4 separate regions of the Mus musculus genome follow, and regions 1, 2 and 4 are each linked to region 3. A link is a contact called in public promoter capture Hi-C data. All regions are on one chromosome and are shown on one strand. The core of a region is the stretch at or near the end of the contact, and the rest is flanking DNA. Distances in the headings are between cores, read along the strand shown.

Evidence for each region. Promoter capture Hi-C pulls out the DNA fragments that hold promoters and counts their contacts.
Region 1: a contact with region 3 is called in a promoter capture Hi-C map of liver, with 3 times the contacts expected there. The contact joins the enhancer-like site here to the promoter of Elac2 in region 3. A contact is called at or near these places in 4 of 39 promoter capture datasets (hippocampal neurons, liver, second pharyngeal arch cranial neural crest and 1 more), 1 of 115 datasets of contacts at active chromatin or transcription factors (embryonic stem cells) and 1 of 9 other capture datasets (macrophages).
Region 2: a promoter capture Hi-C map of pre-B cells shows a contact between it and region 3. The contact joins the enhancer-like site here to the promoter of Elac2 in region 3. A contact is called at or near these places in 13 of 39 promoter capture datasets (the 3T3-L1 cell line, the C10 cell line, cranial neural crest and 8 more), 18 of 484 Hi-C or Micro-C datasets (B cells, CD4 T cells, CD8 T cells and 14 more), 6 of 115 datasets of contacts at active chromatin or transcription factors (bone marrow-derived macrophages, cardiomyocytes, differentiating embryonic stem cells and 3 more) and 3 of 9 other capture datasets (adipose tissue, embryonic stem cells and macrophages).
Region 4: a promoter capture Hi-C map of liver shows a contact between it and region 3, with 2.9 times the contacts expected there. The contact joins the enhancer-like site here to the promoter of Elac2 in region 3. A contact is called at or near these places in 10 of 39 promoter capture datasets (the 3T3-L1 cell line, 3T3-L1-derived adipocytes, cranial neural crest and 7 more), 2 of 484 Hi-C or Micro-C datasets (the N1E-115 cell line and nephron progenitors), 2 of 115 datasets of contacts at active chromatin or transcription factors (astrocytes and stem cell-derived neural progenitor cells) and 3 of 9 other capture datasets (embryonic stem cells, liver and macrophages).

Annotation. Positions count from the first base shown.
Region 1 is chr11:63,861,653-63,864,363 of GRCm38.p6, forward strand. No RefSeq gene overlaps it. Among named protein-coding and RNA genes, the nearest start is that of Hs3st3b1, 59 kb to the right of the region's middle. Within about 2 kb of position 1,274, at least 40 of the 459 cell types and tissues checked have an H3K27ac peak or open chromatin away from gene starts, as enhancers often do. A contact at or near this core is called in liver, where this site is marked.
Region 2 is chr11:63,905,491-63,908,362 of GRCm38.p6, forward strand. The region is part of intron 1 of Hs3st3b1 (heparan sulfate (glucosamine) 3-O-sulfotransferase 3B1); the gene reads right to left. Among named protein-coding and RNA genes, the nearest start is that of Hs3st3b1, 15 kb to the right of the region's middle. Within about 2 kb of position 1,416, at least 92 of the 459 cell types and tissues checked have an H3K27ac peak or open chromatin away from gene starts, as enhancers often do. A contact at or near this core is called in B cells, the CH12 cell line, adipose tissue and 6 more, where this site is marked.
Region 3 is chr11:64,977,741-64,980,440 of GRCm38.p6, forward strand. Elac2 (elaC ribonuclease Z 2) reads left to right here and starts at 1,295. Exons shown (of 24, transcript NM_001362983.1): 1 at 1,295-1,591; 2 at 1,978-2,028; 3 at 2,167-2,237. The coding sequence starts at 1,371.
Region 4 is chr11:63,788,055-63,790,754 of GRCm38.p6, forward strand. No RefSeq gene overlaps it. Among named protein-coding and RNA genes, the nearest start is that of Hs3st3b1, 130 kb to the right of the region's middle. Within about 2 kb of position 1,412, at least 14 of the 459 cell types and tissues checked have an H3K27ac peak or open chromatin away from gene starts, as enhancers often do. A contact at or near this core is called in the N1E-115 cell line and second pharyngeal arch cranial neural crest, where this site is marked.

The sequences.
Region 1 (2,711 bases), core at 24-2,523, 1.1 Mb before region 3:
GGACCTCAAGAAGTGCACATCAAAAGCTGCCTCTTTCTTTATCTTCATTTCTTTCTCTGGTTCCTATTAAACATGGCTGAGCAAGGATCTTTCGAATGAAGAGCCTGCTTTCACAGCTTGTGCCTTCTCTTCAGGAGATTCCAGCTGTCCCAAAGACAGACTAGCCCAGGCAAGATACAGTAAAGCTCTGTTTTCCAGAGCAGTGACAGGGCACTGTTTTCATCAAGCGCTGGGATTCCAGCTTCCTCAACTTATACTGGTCAACTATATCCAGTTTCTGCACCTCCAGGATCTCCGAAGAGAATCCCTGGAGGATCTTCTGCTGGGTTGGGTAAGCTTCTGCCCCAGCAGTTCCAGCAACCCTGACTGGGTGACTGTGACCCACAGTGTGCTGTGCAGCTTCCTGGTCCCTGCCACCCTCCTGGTGACCAGGGGTTAGGGTAGGCACTGACCCTAGTTATCTATATCCCTTGATCTTGGTCTGGTCCTTTGGCCTTTGACCCCAGTGTCTGTTGCTTTCAAGCATTATCCTGTTCTTTCTGTTGAAGTCACCACTCTGTTCCTGTCCTGCTGCACTGAGCTGACTGTCAACACTACAGCAAACAAGGGAAAGGAAGGGGGAGGGAAGAGGGCGAGCAGTTTCATTGGCTCAGCTGGGTGGTTAGAAAGAAAGGTTGCTTCTCTTTGTTTCTTCTTGAAGCAAATAACTTGTTTAACTTGGATTGATTGGCCATTTGACCTGGGCTCCCAGGGGCCCCGGGGCAGCCTGATAGAGTCAGTAAATAGATGGGGAGAGTATAGGTTCAAGGACTTCTTTCTTCTACTTCAGATCTGCCACAAGGAAAGAGGAACCACGACTGCCTTCTCCCCCTTTTTAAACATTCTGTTTTGAAAACACATTCTTAACATTTTGCTTACAAAACAACAAATCCTTCTCTAAGGTCTCCATCCAGGCCTTAGTTATTATACTAGGTCTTCAAAGAAAAAGCTTTGTGGGTTCTCTCCAGTATCCTACCAACTCAGATTCTGGCTTTAAGAAAGAAAGAAAGAAAGAAAGAAAGAAAGAAAGAAAGAAAGAAAGGAAGGAAGGAAGGAAGAAAGAAAGAAAGAAAGAAAGAAAGAAAGAAAGAAAGAAAGAAAGAAAGAAAGAAAATCAAGGGGAAAAAAAAAACCCTGCCTATACCAAAGGTAAATTGCAAACATTGGAGGATGGGCCCTGGGTGACAACAAACCACAAAGGTACATGAGTCACAAACAGGGATCAAAGCCAATGACTGGAGCCCAGTAAGAAGTATGGACTTGGCAAGAAAACCATCAAAAGCAAACACTTGGAAAGTGCAGTGTCATTTAGTTTAAACTGAATGTGTTAAAAATGTCTGTGTAGTTCAGACGAGTGCTTTTGCACTTATTACTCCTTCCTGCCTTTCTTCCTTTCTTCCTTCCTTCCTTTCTTTCTTTCTTTCTTTCTTTCTTTCTTTCTTTCTTTCTTTCTTTCTTTCTTTCTTCCTTCCTTCCTTCCTTCCTTCCTTCCTTCCTTCCTTCCTTGATTTCTTTCTTTCTTTCTTCCTCACCCTCTCTTCTCAGTAATGAAAATGAAAACATGTAACAGCTGCGAGTTTATGCCAATTCATTTTTTTAAATCTTTTATTTACTGATGTGTGGGTCAGGATGACAACTGTCAGAGAGTCACTTCTCTCCCTCTACCATGTGGGATGCAGGAATTGAACTCATATCCCCAGGCTTAGCCGCAAGCTCCTGTACCTGCTGAGCCATCTCACTGGCTCCCTGATTGATTTTTTTTTTGACAAAACAAATAAAGTAATATGATGCAGAAGCTTGAGTATTTGAGGGTTGGCTGGTTAGTTTGTTGACCAGTTCTCACGCCACAGCCCAAGCTGCGGTCGAGCTTTCTAATGCCTCCTACTTCAGCACTATACACATGTAATTCCACGCCAGGATCTATGTTTTTAAATTCTTATTCACACTTTACATTTCCCGACAAGTAATTGGATGACATTAATTAAAAGCCTTAAAAGTGTTTATTCCCTTGACCCAGAAATTTACAATTTATAAGTCTATACCAAACAATTATTTAGTACTTTGACTTATATGACTCAAAATTCCCAGTTCTGATCACAGCTACACAAACCTGAAGGCTGGATGAAGAGGGGAGGGGGGGGAGAGGGAGAGGGAGAGAGAGAACAAGAAAAGGAAGCATAATTGGTCCTAGGTTTAGTGAAGGAGAACGTTTATTGCAGACACGTGGGAGGGAGAGCATAGCCAGAGGCAGGGACATGTGGGTCAGTCGCGTGGGTGGACATGACCCTGAACCATGTGGGGAGAGAAGGGAGAGGGAACCAGGTGCAGCAGCCAGGAGACCCAAAAGTACCAAGAGAGGAGAGAGCCACCATGCCGGGATTGTAGAGGAAGAGCAGCCTAGACCACTGAGCTGGAGACACTTAGGGTAGGGGACCCTCTAACAGGTGGGGACTGAGGGATGCAAGGAGAACCTGGTGGCCATGTCTGCTTTGACGTGTTAAATAGACACCTCAGCCTTTTGTCCCAGGTTTGAAACCTAACATCTGAAATTTACCTTCCTTCATAGAATTGGATTGGAACACATACTATGGCATATACTGTCACTGAATGGCATTCAGCTCTCAAAATTGCCATGAAAACTGCTGTAATGCTCAGAAAGTGATTAACAAAAG
Region 2 (2,872 bases), core at 166-2,665, 1.1 Mb before region 3:
TGTGCCACACGGCAAGACTCTTGCTGGACAAAAGCATGTGGAGTTGGGGGTGGCGCTGGGCAGGGAGCAAAAAATGCAAAGAAACAAACAATAGCAACGGAATCCCGTGCCACGGGACAGTACCTCAGTGTTTAGGAGTCACAGACCCTGAGAAAGCTAAGAGTCCTCTGTGCAGCAAATAAGTGGAAGCTGGCCCTCAGCTTCAGGAGTGCACAGACACAGGGTAAGAGCTCCCGATGCCAGCCCACCAGCTGGCCACGAGCCTGCTCAAGGTGCTAACAGGCCAGAGTGGACAGAGATGATGGTATCGTCTGGGTTTTCTGATCCCATCCCATGGGGCCCATGGGTTCAGCTCATTCTCCGATATTGGCTGTGAGGTTGAGGCCGTTCATTGTCTTTCATTAAACTTTGAAAGGGTGGGGTCTAAGCGGTTCAGCCAAACCTCCAGGACACCGACCTGCACGATGCTCAAAGTCCCCGCTACAGAACCACAGCAGCTTGCCTCTGGTAAGGAAGAGGCAGCCTTGCCCTACGTCAGCCATGTTACCACGGAGCCCTGCAGATGGAGCAAGCAAAGGATGGAGACACAAGGGGACCCTCTGGTGCTTTACATTAAAAGGAGGGGGCAAAGTAGCTTAGGGAGGAGAAGCCTCTGGACCCCAAGATTTATATAGGGCAATAGGGAAGCAGGAACGCAGACTCTAGACAGCTGAATTTCTAGGGTCATGTCCATCCCGAGGCTATGGTTCTCAGATGGGCCATCCCCACCGCCCACCCCCACGTGGTGGTAATCTCAGATGGTTAAGGAGCTAGAAGGGAAGCCAGCCTATGGGATCAACATGTGCAAATATCATCACCATTGCTCTCTGACCCATCCATTATCACCAACCTCCTTTGGAAAGAGTTCGGTCTCTGTCCTCCCTGCCTGCCAGTCAAACCTGAAAAGGTCTGGTTTCAAATTTGATATGAACCACATATATGAGGTGGTATGGACGTACAACAGGGGTTGGTTATTAACAAGCTACCTATGTAACTAGAGTCCCACAAGGCCTCAGAGGGTCCCAGATACCATCCAGGTGATAAGTGTACTCAGATGTTGGTTGACACAAAGCGTGTGATGGCATAACGAACCATTGTGTGTGAGGGAAGCAGATTAATTTAGGAAGCAGAAGTGAAACCGTCTCTAAAGTCAGTAGTCACAAAGCTAAAAGCCCACTTCTTTGCCTTCCCCAGCTCCGACGAGCCCACTTTACAGAGCAGGCTTTCAGTCTTTTCTCAAGTGTATCGCAGTCCTACAGAAGGAAAGCACTTGCCCAAATGTTGAGACCGAATTTCAGGCCAGAATTGCTCAATGCTGGCTTGGCTGGGGACAAATGCTTCCGAAATAAAGAGCTGGAGGAGTTTCACAGGCCAGGCAGGCTGGCTGGGCAGAGGAGGTGGCCTGAGGCTCTCTGTGTCCTAGGCTCTCCTCCCTTCCACTCAACCCCAGCTGTGAAAGGAAGAGAGAGGTCCAAAAGCTAAGGCCAGAAGCCAGAGCTCAGTGGGTCTTTAGAAGAGGGGAGAGTCAGGAAGCTGTGTCAGACTGCCTGGGCCCACTCACACCAGGAACAAACGGCTAATAAATCAGGCCTGCTAAGTCACTGAGGCAAGGAGTGAAAGGCCATCCCATAGGCTGGCTCTCCTTCTAGCTCATTAACCATCTGAGATTACCACCAAATGGGCAGGGGGGTGGCCTCTGAGCTGAAAATTAAATTAGCCTAGCTATAAACCAGACAGTGGATTTGTCTGTTGAGTCAGTGATGGGAAGGGGGGGGGGACCCCAGCCACTGGCTAGGTCTCTATAATTTCTTATCCCCTGACCCAGCCTCTCCTTTGGTGGTCAGATAAAAGGGCACAGCAACACAGTTTACACTGTGCAAAAGAATGAAGAGGGTGTTTTGTTGTTGCTGCTGTGTTTTGAGATAGAGGTTGTACTAAGTAGCCTCAAGCCGAGATCCTCCTGCTTGCTTGCCAAGTGCTGGGAGTTTAGGTGTGCACTACACCGTCTTTGCTAGAGTTGACCATCTTAATGACGTTTGGCAACTGAGGCCTGAGGTTGATGGCTCATGCCTACAGTATACTTGGCTAGCATGTACAAGGACCCGGGTTCAATGCTCAGGAAGAAGTTTGACATTGAGGGAAACAAAAATGAAATGTGTTGAGATCAGAAAGAAAGAAAGAAAGAAAGAAAGAAAGAAAGAAAGAAAGAAAGAAAGAAAGAAAGAAAGAAAGAGAGAAAGAAAGAAAGAGAGAAAGAAAGAAAGAGAGAAAGAAAGAAAGAACCAACCAAAAGGGTGGGGTTGGTTGGAAATAAGGAGCCAATGAGGATAGAATCGGCCATATAGCCCTCATCCCTGGCCCCTGGAACGGGGAGGGGGTTGACCACATCCTCAGACAGATGGCTACCTACAGGCCCACCCATTGACTGCCGAATGGGTACCCTGGCTCCAGCATCCCCCTCTTCAGCACCCAGGAATGCTGTGTGGAGAGTCTGCAGCTGCTCCAGCTGCAGGTCTCTCTTGGAAGTAGAATTTCTAATTACAGGGCTTTCCTTTAATGACAGACTCCACCCCAACAACCAGCAGTCACTTTGAGGATGTATACCCTCTCCCTCATCATGAAGGCGCTCTAGCAATGGCCTTTGATTCTAGGCGCCATCTTTTCTGCTCACCAGCAAAAGCAGTCCTTGCTGAAAACTGTTCAACAGAATTGTAACTTTGGCTTCCGGGATGAAATACTTGGGGCACGGGCATGGAAACACAGGATAGCACTTATTAGTCATTCATCATTGTGACCAAACACTTGATAAGAAGCACCCTGAGAGAGGAAGGAC
Region 3 (2,700 bases), core at 45-2,544:
TCACCTCCAACTCACTATCTTGATTGTCCAGCTCCAGCCTCAGAGCCACCTGACAGTCCAGCCTCAGACATCTGACAGTCTCCCTGAATACTTGTTTAAATACATTTCCTGCAGGTGGCAACATTTTCTTCTCCATAAATTTCTATTATTTATTCTGCGTATCTCTTTAGTGCCACTCAAAGCACCGACCATCAAAGGGCCTTTAGCCAACCAAGCATGCCAAATACGACTCTGGCAGGCCTTGGCTTCACCGCCATACCCTCCATCTTGCTAAAAATCATTAGATTACATCCATAAAGCTAGACACCAAGGTCTATTCCCTTATTTGACCATTTTCTCCTCTTGAGGCTGACCACTAAGGTCCAGCTAACAAAGCACTGAAGTCCAGCCCCTTGAAAAGCCCCCTTTGGCTTATGTAATTAATATACACAATCAAAACAAACCAACTTATCCTAACATCGGATTTTTTTTTTAACCTTTATGAACTGTTATTTGCCTATGGGTCGGTCTCCTCCCTATCCAGAGGCAGCCCTTCGTGTTTCGGGTGCAAATACTCCTCTCTCCTCTCTCTTGACCCTTTTCTCTTCGTCCTAGTCTCTATCTTCTTTCTTTGTCTCTTATTCACTGCCTTTTGTCTCTCTGGGGAAAATAAATCTCCTTTGTTCTGAGAACTTGGTCTTGGGGTGTCCTAAGTCGACTTTCGAGGTCCCCACAGCCATGTTAATTCTAAATATCTCCCAAAGATAAGCACTGTTAAACTATTTCCGTCTTGAAGTAAGGAATGCAAGGCAGAGAGGACCGGCTCATAACAGCAATAAGACGCAACACTACGAAGTTTACTTAGTCTTTTCATCTCTATTCTCACGCCAAAACAAAGAATATCATCTGAAATGTGTTCTTATGGTGGAAATCAAATTAGCCAGATCTATCTCCCATGAGATCGTCACCATCATCATAAGCAAGAACAATGCAAACTTGGAATACTTTTGTCGAAGGGCAGAGCTCCTGACAGAAGACGATGAACCTGAAAAAGACTCAGTCCTTTCCCAGTAATGCCTTTCGAGTACTTGCACTCTCAGAAGTCCCGCTTCCGCCAAGTGACAGTAACCGGAAAACGTCAACAGGGAAAGCCGGAACCGGTGAGGGGGGCGGGGCCTCCGGCGACGCTCTAGCTTTCGCTTACTCTACGTCCACCTTGATTGACAGACTCCGAGCTCCAAGGCTCGTTACGATTGGATGCGGAGCTTTGGATGGGCGGGCAGCTAGCGCGGCGGCGCGCTGATTGGTCAGTTCCGCCATGCGGTGGAGGGGCGGTGCTTGTGGCGGCGTGAGGGGTCTGGCTGCCTTGTCAGCCTGGTGTGGTCGGGTGCATGTGGGCGCTCCGCTCACTGTTGCGTCCCCTTGGCCTGCGCACCATGTCGCAGGGTTCGGCTCGTCGGCCGCGGCCATCCAAAGACCCACTGCGACACCTGCGTACGCGGGAGAAGCGCGGCCCGGGTCCCGGGGGCCCGAACACCGTGTACCTGCAGGTGGTGGCGGCGGGCGGCCGGGACGCGGGGGCTGCTCTCTATGTCTTCTCGGAATACAACAGGTCAGAGTGGGCCGACAGCCCTGGGGGATTGGCCCCAGCGCCACGTGCTCGGGAGGCCTCCTGTCCAATCCTGTATATATCCCTTACCTCCCTTAGTCAGCATGGCTTTCAGGTATCCGGGCAAAACTTCCCGTGCCCCGACTCTCACCATCACCATCCCAAAGCGGGGGCCTCACCGTGAGTGTGTGGGCTAGACCGGTTTCATAAGTCGATGGGGAAAGACATCACTCCCCATTGATCTATACCAAACTACACTCTTCCGTCACTAACCAAAGAGGGCTCAAAACCTACTAGGCAGTATGAGAACCCTGTCATTTATGTCGCTGTATCTACAGTAAAGCATTTTACAGAGTATACTTGTAAGTACAGTAATGTTCCTCCTGTAGGTACCTTTTTAACTGCGGAGAAGGCGTCCAACGACTTATGCAGGAACACAAGTGAGTCAACTCCTGGCTTCTGGGGTGGAGATGATTATGGGCTTGAAAGCTGAGGTGAGAGGCAGATGAGACTTCTCAGCAGACACGGTCTCTGGTCGTCTTTGTTTCATCTGGCTGAAATGTATGTTTTTTTCTTAGACTGAAAGTCGCTCGCTTGGACAACATCTTTCTGACTCGGATGCATTGGTCAAATGTTGGGGGGTTGTGTGGTGAGTATGTGTTTGGAGGTCAGGGGCCGGTGGGAAGTTTCTGGGGGCTTAACATGGCTTGCAGCTCATTTGTTCATCTTCCTAGCCCAGGGGAGATAGAATTCCTGGTACACTAGCTTAGTCAGCTTGAGTAGGGGGTGTGAAAACCTAGACTCGGAAAAGTAGGCCTTGATATGGTTACAACCTCCACCTGGACCACAGATTTAACAACAGAGTGCTGTGGTGGGTGCTGATCAGACTCTGCAGCTGGATTCAGACACATACTGTCATCCAGACTGTGTGGCTGCCAGATTTTGAAAGCATAGTAGTATGGGCAGAGGAGAGAATGAGGTAGTGGACTGTGCCCTCCTCCCCCTTGCATAGCAGACCCTGCTCTGATGCATGGTTAGATCAATGCTAACATTATTTTCTCTTTATGTATTGTATAGTTGCTTATACCCTAGAACAGGGACACGTAGGTAAA
Region 4 (2,700 bases), core at 162-2,661, 1.2 Mb before region 3:
TATCAAGCTAGAAATATCAAGCTGTATACTCAGCGATTAGACCAAAGAACTCCTCCCCCCATTTCATGAAGAGAGCAAAGATACGCACTCCAAACCCTGTGTGGCAACACAGGACATACAAGAAAACTTGTCTCCGGAATACTACAGAAAGCTTTCACCTCCTAAGGAACTCTCCTAAGGAATTGGTCAAATCATGTGTTAGAGAAGCTGGTCTGTATTTAGCAGTGCCTAACCAAGATCTCTAGTTGCTAAGCCTACTTCCCCTCTGTGATGCGAGTCTGGGCATTTTTTCTCAAAGGTTAGAAGCTACGTGAGGAGCTTAATGTTAGGAGCTTGCGATTACATCACTACCAAAAACCTGGGGCTTCTCTCCCTTTGATCAACTCTGAAGACTGTGGAATCAGAGAAGGCATGTTGAGGTCCTAGTTACACCAACAGGGAATGTTGGGAAGTCCTTTCATCCCTCTGTACCTCAATCTCCTTATCTGTGAAATGGGGGCATCCTAATACTAACTTTATATGGTCATAATCAGGGCTTGCACATAAAATATCTTAAAAATAATTTTCAAATACAACTTCATAAGGAAGGAAATCTTGTTGTCAAGAATTGAACAAGCTGATAGCCAGGTGTGGTGATGTACTCTTGTAACCACAGCACTTGGAAGACGAAGACAGGAGAATAGAGAGTTCAAGTTCATTTTTAGCTACAGAGTGAGCTCAAGGCCAGCCTGGGTGGACTGCATGATCTCTTTTTCTCTCCCCGCCCTGCCTACATGCACTTCAACAAGCCTAGTGTGGTAGTGCATACCTAAAATCCTAGCAGTCAGGAAACTGAGACAGGTAGTTAAGGAGATTGAGAGCTCAAGGCTTGCCACTGCTAAACAGGAAGATGTTGTCTTAAGAAGAAATAATTTGATCGTCACTATACCCATGCATGACCCTGTGCCCATCTTGTCCAGGCAGCCGTCTCCATCAGACCTTGTTGCTGTACTCCTCTGATAATGTCCCGTGGAATCCCTTTTAACTATTTCCCAGCCTCAGGATCTACCTTCATGGTGTGGATCTAACCTCTGTGGCTCAACGTTGTCTATGGCAGCATTGAATACATCCCCTCTGGGCCATAAAACAGAGCTCTCAGGCACTACTCCATCCTGCCCTCTAATGGAAAGAGTTTCAAGGGGAGAGAGGGACAGAGAGCGAGTGCCACCAAGAAGAGGGAAGAAGCAGGGTCCCTCCAAGATGCAGTGGGCATGAAAGCGAAAACAAACAGCTTTAACCCTGCAACTCTTTAGACTTCTATGGGAAGAAGATCCAGAAACCACCTCCAGCAAAGGACAAAAATACCCACAATGCTTAGCTGTAGCTTATTACATTCTCAAAACACTCTCCCACGCTGTTCACTGGTAGTGTCTCAGAAGCGATCTGGGCAGATGAGAAGCTAAGAGTGTAAAGATTCAGCTGACTTGCTCAAGGCCAGTAAAGCATAAAGCAGACACCAAACACAAAAGCTTGGTGCACACCCTGTGCCCTTCTGTACTGTTTCCTCTGGGTCCAGAGCGATGCTTCCATAGTGTACAGAAATGCAACCAGGCCTCTGTTCAGTTGTTCAGCGACTCAGAGAGGAGTGAGGCTTCTGCCCAGCTGGGGAAGCTCTGCTTGGTGACAAAGAATACTGGAGGAAGTGTACAGTATGCAGGGAACCCAGGCGCTTGTCCCTGGAGGGTAGTTAAAGGCCAAAAGACACCTGCCCTGCCAGAATAGCAGGAGTTTGAATTCCTCTAAACATAGCAAGGTGGACTCAGTCACCTCCAGCCATATGGACTTCATTATCCTGGGAGCCTGCATGAGCTGAGCATTACTGGGTTACAGCGCGCTCTGGATGATGTTATGGTCAATTGATCCAAATTGGATTATTAAGAAGGAAGCTTGGCTATTAGAGGTTTTCCCTTTGTGCTTGGGGATGATGCTCTGAGAGGAACGCTGGTGACTAAGCCTCAGATGCCTTGATAGGAGTCGATCCAGGGTGGAGTTTTCTGGGCTCTTGTGCAGACAATCTTTGTGAGTTTGATAAACAGTCCCCCAGCGGAGGACTGAAAACATCTTGGCATTGTGACAGACCTGATATCAACAAGCTCGTGCAAATACTATAACTTCTTTCCTTACATTCTTCATTTTTGAGTCTAACAGACTTTGGACTTGATTCATTTCGAACAGTGTAATTTTTTTTTTTTTACAAGTCCAACATAAAAACCTTGATTCAGCATGTCTCATTTTACAGGAAGTTATAGTAACCCTGTTGCCTTCTGGTCAGATCCTATGGAAGGTCCTTGACTTTGGTAAGGATAATTTAAGGTTTTTAGAAATGACCTAATATAAACTCCTTTGCCCTAGGGAAGTTCTTCTGTGTTGTTCTTCTTTTCTTTTGCTTTGCTTTTCAGTCAAAGAACAATGGGAAAGAAAAAAGGGGAAGGGGGAGGCGTCACTCTAAAGTTTTCAAGATCTGAAGCGACTGAACAAGTTAGAAGCAAACACTAATTTTAAGATATAATCGCATGAATATAAACAGTGACGGTTCCGTGAAGAGAATTCACTCACCTCGGCCCTTGGAGAATAGACAGGTACAGAAGATAAGAATTTCAGAAAAGACTGGGTGTGGTGGAGAACACCTGCAATCCCGGAGGCTGCGGCAGGAGGATTACA